Regions from separate parts of the Muntiacus reevesi genome. Here region 2 is linked to region 1. The links are chromatin contacts, called in public Hi-C maps. All regions are on one chromosome and are shown on one strand. Each heading gives the region's core, a stretch centred on a gene start, on an enhancer-like site or on the middle of the called end of the contact. The rest is flanking DNA. Distances are from core to core; before and after follow the strand shown.

Region 1 (5,292 bases), core at 2,288-4,787:
GGTAATCTAAGAAGAATACGCTGGCTGCAATACCATGAACAGACTGGAGATGGGTAAGGCCAATGACAGACTGGTGGTTGAAGAAATTCAGGTGAAAGATGAAGCTGATCTGATCTAAAGCAGAGATGACACCATGTGCATAAAGTGAGGAGTGGATGCTTGAGAAATATTAGGAGACTGGATGTAGGAATGAGGGAGAGAACATAATTGAGTCATAGTTTTTAGGCTTGAGCAATTTAGGTATTTGATGCTGTCATTCACTCAGCTAAGGTACAGAAATAGGTTTAGGGCAAAAGGATTCACATTTGGATATATTGGGAAAACCAGCTGAAACTGGTTCATAGTCAAAGGTACAGATCTGCAACTCCCCAGCAAAACCTAGGTTGGGATAAATATAGAAGAGTTGTTAGAATAGAAATAGTAATTGAAACAGTGAAAATGTATTTTTTCACCCAGGGGGTGTGTTTAAAATTTTAAAAAGAAAAAAACTCCTGGGACAGAACCCTGAAGAGCACCAAAAGCTTAAAAAGGGGCAGGGAAAAAAGCCTGAAGATGACAGTGAGAAGGAACAACTGGGAAGCTGAAGAAAACAAGGAGTTCAGATACTAATATAAGATTTTTAAAACTAAACATGCATATAATGAAATGTGTGTCAGACAGTATTTTGATGCCTTACCAATAATGGCTTATTTAGTCCTCACAACAAGCCTGGGATGTAGATACCATTACTGACTGTATTTTACAGATGGGGAAACTGAGGCAAACATGTGCATGAAACAATATGGCAGTTGGATTGCAGACTGGGATTCGATCCTAGGCAATTTGGCTCCGCAAAAGTTCATGTGCTTAACCACTATGCTGTGTTTCCTCTCCAGATAAATACATGTCCTGATAAACACTCTAAGAGCCCTGAAAAGCTGGATTAACTGTCTTCATTTTACGAAAAGGATACTGAGGCCCAGCAAGACTAAGTAATTTGACCAAAACATAGAGTTGCTAGGTAGTTGAGCAGAATTTGAACCCAGGTTCCTTAACTCCAAAGACTTTCTCCCAGACTGCATTAGCAGTGCAGTTAATTTTCTCTGTATACATACATGTGTGTATGGAAAATTTAACTTCACTAATTTTATAAATGTTAATTCCCCAGATATGTACCAAATGCTTAATAGTGACTAGCTTTGAATCCCTTCTCAAAAGCAAGTATCCTGGAAGGTTGAGCTTTCAGCGATAATATAAATTAAACCCAGGTTATTCATATATTCCAAATACATGGATGTAGTAAAATGCATTGTGTTCTAATAGCCTGATACTATTTTCAGGGCTTGATTTTCTAGAAATGCCATCAGAATACCTTGTGATCATAGAGAAATTATTTAAAAATCCACCAATATGAAAAGCCACCCACTTGAAATTATTATTCCCTATTATTTATTGTCTCTAATAACTACCCCAATAGGTGGTAGTTTATCTTGGTTTACTGGGTCAGAACTGGAGTGTAAACTCTCATAGTTACTTATTTTTCCCATTTCTTGAAGTTGTAAAGGAGACAGTGATCATGTTGAGTCACTTTTGAAGGTTACGCTCAAAAATGAAGGTTATAATCTGAAGTCAACAAAAGACACCTTGGAATCTTTAAGGACCAAAGGACTATCAGGCGGTTGTCAGTCTTATTTAAATCTTGTAAAAGAGTGTCCCCTAGTGCTGCTCTGAAGAAGTAAATTGAGAGAAATTATTACCTGTTTATAATCTCTATCACCACCTTGTGGCAGTGTTCTTAAATAATTCTGCCCTCTTTTATTTGCAAAATCTTCCAGAATCTTGCATTAATTTATACACAAAATCAAGTCACAGGCTATCCTAGGTGATCCAGAATTTCTTTAAGTGGATTATTTTACTAATATTTTGGTCAGAACTCCATAAAATCTTGAAACAATATAAATTAAGTCCTTTAAAAAGAAAAAAGGAAATTTACTTCTTTTTTGTTAGTGAAGTGAGATAGTGAAAACTGTATGTATTTTTAAACATTAATGCTTGTTTATTGTGGTAAAATGTACATAAAATTCATCATCCCAACCATCTTTGAGTAGGTAACTGAGTGGCACTAAGTGCATTCAGTGTTGTACAACCATTACCACTACCCATTTCTAAAAATTTTACATCAGCCTGAGTGAAACTCTGTACCAATTGAACACCCCATTCCTTCCACCCTCCAGCCCCTAGTGACCTCTGTTCTATTCTCTGTCACTATGAATCTGACTACTTTAGCTATCTCTATTCATATAAGTGGAATCATGTGATAGGCATCCTTTTGTGTCTGGTTTATTTCATTTAGCATAATGTTTTCTTTTTTTTTAGCATAATGTTTTCAAATTTATCCATGTTGCAACATATATCATAATTTCATTATTTTTTAATACTGAATAATATTCCATTGTATATACCATATTTTAAAAAAATATGGAACACTTCACAAATTTGCGTGTCATCCTTGCGCAGGGGCCATGCTAATCTCTGTATCGTTCCAATTTTAGTATATGTGCTGCCGAAGCGAGCACTGTCTTTACCATATTTTAAAAGTCCATTCAACTATTCTTGGACCTCTGGGTTGTTTCTACCTTTTGACTGTTATAAATAATACTGCTATGAACATTGGTGTGTGTCTGTTTGAATCCCTCCTTTCAATACATTTTGGGCTTCCCTGGTGGCTCAGATGGTAAAGAATCTGCCTGTAACACAGGAGACGTGGGTTTGATCCCTGGGTGGGGAAGACCCCCCTGGAGAAGGACATGGCAACCCACTCCAGTATTCTTGCCTGGGAAATCCAGTGGACAGGAGCCTGGTGGGCTGCAGTTCATGGGGTCACAAAGAGTTGGATACAACTGAGCAACTAACACTTTTTGATACTTCTGAGTTTAGAAGTAGAAGTGCTGGATAGTATGGTAAACCTACTGAACTTTTTTAGTAACTGCCATACTGTTTTCTCTAGCAGCTGCACCACTTTACATTCCTACCAGCAGTGCACAAGGATTCCAATGTTGCCACATCTTCACCTACACTTGTTATTTTCCATCTTTTTGAATAGCCGTCCTAATGGGTATGAAATGTAAACTTTAATTTTTGAGTTGACTTTGAAAATCAATTATACATGAAATTAACTCAAGAAATAATTTTTAAGCCCCTGTTATATAGAGAGCACTTTTAACACTCTGCGGGAATAACAAGGATGAGTAAAATACATTGTCAAACCTTTAGGGGATTTGTAATTTATTATTCTCCTCCAAATGTATTTGGGAACGAGGAAGTCAACTTATATTTTCCTTGGGTGGTTGGAAAAACTAATCCAGAGATCTTACTCTAATTTATAGAAAATTGCTTGTGGAGATGTTTATTAAACTAATTTTCCAAAGAATACAATCAAATGCTAATTATATAGTTCTTTAAGATTCGCAATAAAAGGATTATGTTAGGCAAGGTCGCTAATTAATTTTTTTTCCTACAGGTTAGATTTGTTAAAAGAATCCTGATACCTTACTATCATGGCCACTGTTCAGCTCTCTCGCTCTATCAGAATTCACAAGACATCTAAGGTATTTATTAAGAATTAAAAGAAAATCAATGACTATTTAGTGAGTTAATTCAGAATCATGACTTTAATCTTTGGTGTTTTTTAAAACAGCAGCTTTATCAGTTAATTGGCACATAATATCCTGGCAGAGTATGTCTACATTTTAACTGGCTAGTGGACTGAGGATGTTCAGGAAATTAGAATAGATTTCTATGAAGTAACTTCCTGGGTGCTTGTTTCATGTTTATATGTTTAGACTTTCTAGAGTAAAAGAGTTTTGTGAAGTTATGAGTCCAGAGAACTACCAGTTGAGGGAAGAGTTCTAGATGTCAGGCTTGAAGCATCTTCAGATGAAGGTTCATCTCGTGAGACATTCAACAAATGAAGATCATGGCATCTGGTCCCATCATGGCAAATAGATGGGGAAACAGTGGAAACCATGACAGACATTATTTTCTCAGGCACCAAAATCACTGCAATGATGGCTGCAGCCACAAAATTAAAGGACGCTTGCTCCTTGGAAGAAAAGCTATGACAAACCTAGACAGAGTATTAATAAGCAGAGACATTACTTTGCCAACAAAGGTCTGTATAGTCAAAGCTACCATTTTTCCAGTAGTCATGTATAAGCCATGACTACATTCCACATGTATAGATGTGACAGTTGGACCATAAAGAAGGCTGAGTGCCAAAGAATTGGAGCTTTTGAGCTGTGGTGTTGGAGAAGACTCCTGAGGGTCCCTTGGATTTCAAGGAGATCAAACCAGTCAATCCTAAAGGAAATCAATCCTGAATATTCATTAAAAGGACTGATGCCAAAGCTGAAGCTCCAGTGCTTTGGCCACCTGATGTGAAGATCTGACTCATTGGAAAGGACTCTGATGCTGGGAAAGATTGAAGGCAGGAGGAGAAAGGAAAGACAGAGGACAAGATGGTTGGATGGCATCACTGACTCAGTGGACATGAGTTTGAGCAAGCTCCAGGAGATGGTGAAGGACAGGAAAGCCTGGCGTGCTGCAGTCCACGGGGATGCAAAGAGTCAGACACTGAGTGACTGAACAACAACCAGAGTAAAAGAAATCAGAAACAAAAAGAGATATTTAAAGAGAAAGGTTCCTTGTTAGACATTCACTTCCTGACACAGGAAACTTCTGATACACACTGATGCAGTTATAAGAGCTGAAGGAGAGGGCGCTGACAGAAACTAGGATCCTGGGGGCGCATGACGGGGCCAGGCGACCTTGCTGGGTTCACCTGGGCAAGTTTATCTTGTCCCATGACAGTCATTAATGAATCATTCATTTATTCATTGAAAGCTCAGTATTACATAACATATATGTAACACTGTGTTCTAGAGAATTAAAAAAAAGAATCTTCATGTTCCAGAAGTTTATAATCTGGTTGGGGAAATGACTTACAGGAGGTAAGTCAATATACAATGCAGTATATGCATTAAATATTTGTGACAAGAGTAAAGCAACACAGATGTACAGAACAGACTTGGACTCTGTGGGAGAAGGCGAGGGTGGGATGATCTGAGAGAACAGGATTGAAGCATGTATGTCATCAAGTGTGAAACATCGCCAGTCCAGGTTGGATGCATGAGACAAGTGCTCGGGGCTGGTGCACTGGGATGACCCAGAGGGAGGGGATGGGGAGGGAGGTGGGAGGGGGGTTCAGGATGGGGAACACATGTGAATCCATGGCTGATTCATGTCAATGTATGG
Region 2 (5,629 bases), core at 2,402-4,901, 480 kb before region 1:
TTCCTACACAGGGAGAGCTGTTACCACTGGCTCCTCCCTGCTACTTCCCAACCCCCAGGTCTCTGGAGGCCCTGGAGCACTCTAGTAGCAGGAGCAGTTAGAGACTAGTTAATCCCACCACAGGGCGGATTCTCCCGACCCTCTTGGGGTGATATGAGGAAGGACGGGAGATCATCTGGGAAGTGCTTTGAGCTCCCCAGGTGTCAAGGAATCCTAAAAGTTCAGTGCAATATCCACTTATTCATTTACTGAGCACCGACTATGTGCCAGATATTTCACTAGGTGCTGGAGACACAGACAGTTCAGACAAGTCCTCTCCAAGGATTAAGAGCTGCTTACTTAGAAGACAGCCAAGTACACAGACAATGACAACACACTGTGATCAATGCCTCAAGACATCCAGTTCAGGCTTGCAGGTGGTTGGGGCGGGGAGGGGAGATGATCCAAGCAGTGGTCTAGAAAAAAGGGGCGTGTGTGACAGGAACCTGTGTTCCGGAGGCGGGAGGAGGACAAAGCAAAGACACACAGGTAAACAACTGGGCTGGCAGAAGTCCAAAGCTGCTGAGTTTGACTGGAACTCAGGAAGAGGCTGGAGGTGAGGAGTTGGAGAGATGAGGCAGGAGAACCCAGCAGGGGTTAGAGCTCAAATGGCCTTGAAGGCCAGGCCAAGAAATGTGAATTTCAGCTAAGGAATGTGAATTTCAGTCGAGAGCAAGGAGGGTCCACGGATGGTTATTCAAGTAGAATTGTTTAAAAAATATATATTTATTCAGTTGTACTGGGTCTTAGCTGCGGCACGTGGGATCTTTTGTTGGGACCTATGGACTCTCTAGTTGTGGAGTGTGGGCTTAGTTGCTCTGTGGCATGTGGGATCTTAGTTCCCTGACCAGGGATCGAACCCGAGTCCCCTGCATTGCAAGGCAAATTCTTAACCACTAGGCCACCAGGGAAGTCCCCTCAAGTAGAATTATTTTAAAAAGACTCCCCACTTGCTTAATTAATATTTTCTCTCTGGAGCTGTTCATTCCTCTCTGTCTGAAGAGAAAAAGAACACAAAAATCATTCCTGGGCTGTGAAAATTTATCACAGATATATCTCAGGCAAAAAGACCCGTTCAGAAAAAGAAATACCTACAAGTACAGAAGCCCCTTTGGCTTTTGGAAATACATTGGAGCAGAAAACTCATAACCAAGCCATGCTGGCTCACCATTAGCACATCATGCTTTGGTGCCAAGCATGGGGGTTTTCGGGAAGTGAGCAAGCAAGTCACGCAACAGCTTCGAGGATAACTAGAAAAAGATGAAAGTCCAAGCCCAGAGCTAGCAGGACCAACAGACTGAACTTGTTCTGAAACACTTTAAGGAAGTGAAACAAGAAGGATGGGAGAAGTCCTGTGTACACAAAGGTCTCTGCAGAGAGAAGTAATACCCCCGAAACCAGGCCCCCAGGAAACATCAACTGACTAGGGTCAAGGCACTCGCCACAACAGACTGCACAAACATCCTTGTCCCGCTCCCACATGAGCCAGTGCTGAGGGGGAGGGGAAGGTGGTGGTATTATTGTAGAGCTGAGGTAAAGGCGGCTCTGGGTCAGACTACCAAGAAGCTGCCGAACTGGGAGAAGAATCCACGGCTGACAGATGGGGGGACAAGGAAGGCTCTTTCCACCACACTGCTGAGCTCTTCAAGTCGCTCAGGTGAAGACTCTACTCAAACCACACTCAACAGTTAAACTTTAAACAACGTCTGAGGGATCTGAGTCTTTGAACACTAGTGAAGCCACTCTTCATGACGCTGCCCTAAGGGGTTGAAGGAGCCTGGGGGGCTCAACTCAGGACAGGGAGTCAGACACTCTGAGCACTGCTCATGTTCCTGCCATCTGTGACAAGTCACTTCATCTCAAATCCTCCCTTGGAAGGATGGGGTCAGGTGACAATATTAAGTTTCTGTGAATTCAATGGAACTAGGGAAACAGACAGTGGAGTTTAAAAACAGGCACTGCACAGTAATATTTATACCCCAGCTTTCTTTAGAAGTGTGTAGAAACCCTCATGGGTTCATTAAGGCTCGTAAAACCCAGGAGTGGGTAGGAAGTCAGCAGGTCTGTGTTGCTATCAGGGAAACTGAGTAAGGCTCAGACTCACAAGACCTAATCCTCTGGCCATGAAACCACCTCACCATCTCCCAGGCAACGTGTGCGTTCCCCAGTCAAGAAGCCATGGGACCTGCACTTTTCTCAGAGACTCAGGCCCTTGCCTTGGGAATGCTCTTCAAGAACCTAGGGCCAAAAGATACCCTAGGGGTCATATGGTTCCTCCCCTTACTTGAAAAAGAATGCAGCTCCACCACTCTCAAGAGAGGTTCAACATATTAAACTCATTGCATGGCTAGCCTGTTTCATGTCTCGCAGTTCTCAACAGTCGGGAAAAACATCCTTTCTTGTCCTAAACAGTAATCAGTTATAGCAATGGCCTGCAAGACCATTTCATCCTAAATTAAGGGAATCAAATGCTCCTCAGGAAGGTTAGATGAGAAGCAAGAAAGCTACATCTGTATATGTTGTTCAGTCGCTCAGTTGTGTCCGACTCTGCGACCCCATGGACAGTAGCCCACCAGGCTCCTCTGTCCATGGGATTCTCCAGGCAAGAATACTGGAGTGGGTTGCCATTTCTTTCTCCAGGGAAATATATCTTTATATAGATGCAAATAAATTTAATGGTGGCTAAAGACATTAGACAGCCCCTAAACGCCAAACCTGCTTCAGTCGCAGCACGCTGCAGGTCCCTGCGAGCCCTGGTTCTCATCCATACTACCTGATTGACCTTACAGGTGTGATATAACTTTTCTGCACCTCAGTTTCCTCGTGGATAAAATGGGGATAATAATAGTAGCTATCTCACAGAGCTTGCTGGGAAGCGTAAATGCGGCATTATGAGCACGGTGCCTGCACACAGTGGCAGCTCAAAAACCAGCAGCTAGCATTCCCATCAGTAGTTCTGGCATTACCACAGGGGTCCCCAGTTACCTCGCCTGTGAGGCGCCTATGGACAGACCCAACCTCTATCCAACCCCACCCTAGAGGCGGTGGCGCCAGGCCGTTTCATAATTTTTTTTTTCCTTTTTTTGAACCTTGGCAAAGAGATAAGGCCCTCAACGACGAGGAGGCCTCAGGGCAGCCACGGCGGTGAGTGTGCAGGGGGAACCAAGACCCGAAGAGAAGTTCCCTGTCAGGCCGGGCGCAAGCTCCCCTGGGCCTAAGTCTAGGAGTCTCAACGGGAGGGCGCCCCGGCAGAGACTGCGGACCTGGGACGGCTGGGGTGCACGCCGGCGGCCAAGGGGGCGCGAATGAATGAACCCGCAGCCCTTCTGCCTCGTCCCGGCCTGGGAAGCCACCCTAGACCCTCCAGCGCCCCGTCCTCTCCGTGACCTTTGACCCCAGAAACCCCTCACCTCAGACTCCCGACTCCCCGCCCCACTTCTTCTCTGGCCTCGCCGGGCTCCCCGCTTCCTCACCCGCAGGTCCGAACGGCTCCTGACGCCACGGCGCGGCTCGACGCGGCAGGAAAATGTCCGCGGCCTTGTCCTCCCGCTCTCTCCGTGCACCCGCGCCGCCGGACGCTCGGAGCCCCGCGGCTGTCACCTGCCAGGCGGAAGTGAGCTGCCCGCGCGCGGGCACTTCCGGTGGACGCACGGGCTAGGGGCGGGGTCAAGGGTACAACCCAGGCGGGGGCGGAGACAGCGAGGTGGGGCCAAGGGGCGGGGCGTCTGAGTTAACTCCGCCCCCGACACGTAGCTGCTCCGCCGAGCAAAAAAACCACGAGACGGTTAGATGGCATCACCGTCTCAATGGACATGAATTTGACTAAATTCTGGGAGTTGGTGATGGACAGGGGGGCCTGGCGTGCTGCAGTCCGTGGGGTCGCAAAGAGTCGGACATGACTGAGCGACTGAACTGAGCCTATATAACGTGATGGAGATGGAGAAGATCATAGAGACTTTGAGGTCTATTTTTTTTCTTTGTTTGGAGGTCGGCTTCCCTTCTGTGTTACAAACAGGGAAACTCAGTCTCTGAGAGGCGCCGGTGTTGCTCAAGATCACTTACCTGTGAAGAGAAGAGTTAAACTAGAGCTGTAAGTCTAACCTACAGCTTGAAGCAGCCCTTCGTGGAATTCCGCGTCATCGGGAAAACCTCACACCCTCTAAGGAGAACTTCATAATGTTCCATTTCCCGTTTTGCTGGGTCGGCCAGGCCAGGGTTGCTATAGGTATCTCACGCCCAACTCTGGTACTATTAACTTTCTCCTCCTCCTAGGTAATTTCTGATCATCCTCTTAAAAACATTTAAAATAATATTTGATTTCTGGAATATACAAGTAAGCAAAAGGAGGTTTAAAAAATCCTGCAAACCTGCCACCCTGAGACAATAATTTTTAACATTTTGGTGAATATCCTTCCAGACTCGATATATCCATTCAGTATTTTTAATTCACCAAGATATTGGTAAAAGTTTCCCAAAGCAATAAATACATTTCTCTTTGGTGTTTTCCAATATCTGTTCTCCGAAACAGCCCCTACAGTTGTGCATTTTATCACTAGTCTTTTAATATTATAAAATGTATAATTTTAGATTACATTTTATATATTATGTATATATAAATATATTTATATATTATATATAATTATAAAATATAATATATATTTTATTTATAACGTTATATAGTATGTATAATATAATATATATTATATATTACTAATATATTACACATGTAAATATATAATATATAATATATGTTAATATATAAATATATGTAAATATTTATGAATTATATTATAAATTATAAATTTATATATTAACATATTATATATTTACATATAATATATATTTTTATATACATGTATAATAGTTACATTTATATTATATTATACATTAATATATCATTAATATTTTATATATATTATATATTATATAATTAATACTATATCATATATTATATGATATATAATATAATATTTACAATATGTATAAATATAATATATATTATATATGTACATATATGTATGTATATGTATATATGATATATGTATAATATATTAATATATAGTTATATTATACATAATATATGATATATAATATATAATGCATATTAGATATTATATATTATATGATATATAATATATGATATATTATATATAATATATATGATATATATTGTATATGTATATATTATGTATATATTATATATGTATATATATTATAATTATATATAATATATATTATATAAATATATGTATATTGTGTATACATTATATATTTATATAATTAAAAATATATGTATATATTATATATTTATATTTATGTATATTATATATAACATAGTATATATTATACATTATGTATAAGTATAATATAATATTATAAAATGTATCATAAATAAGCACACACATCCAAGTCTGTGTGCCCCATATAATCCAGATATTATTATTTTAATATTTAACATAGTTTTATAAGTTTAATCAGCCTCAAATACTTTTATAAAATGTTATTTTTAAAGTAATTATAGATTTTCAGGTAATTGCAAAAATAGTACATGAAGTGTATCATATGCCCTTCACCTAGCTTCCCTCCGTGG

Evidence for each region. Hi-C and Micro-C count contacts between places; a contact is called where the count stands out from the background.
Region 2: a Hi-C map of blood shows a contact between it and region 1, with 7 times the contacts expected there. The contact joins the promoter of AP1B1 here to the promoter of HORMAD2 in region 1. A contact is called at or near these places in 2 of 3 Hi-C or Micro-C datasets (blood and muscle).

What each region holds. Positions count from the first base shown.
Region 1 is chr13:4,726,590-4,731,881 of mMunRee1.1, reverse strand. HORMAD2 (HORMA domain containing 2) reads left to right here and starts at 3,537. Exons shown (of 10, transcript XM_065904872.1): 1 at 3,537-3,587. The coding sequence starts at 3,537. It overlaps LOC136146248 (U6 spliceosomal RNA), which reads right to left and starts at 2,555; the gene lies at 2,452-2,555.
Region 2 is chr13:5,206,264-5,211,892 of mMunRee1.1, reverse strand. AP1B1 (adaptor related protein complex 1 subunit beta 1) reads right to left here and starts at 3,651. Exons shown (of 21, transcript XM_065904340.1): 1 at 3,513-3,651.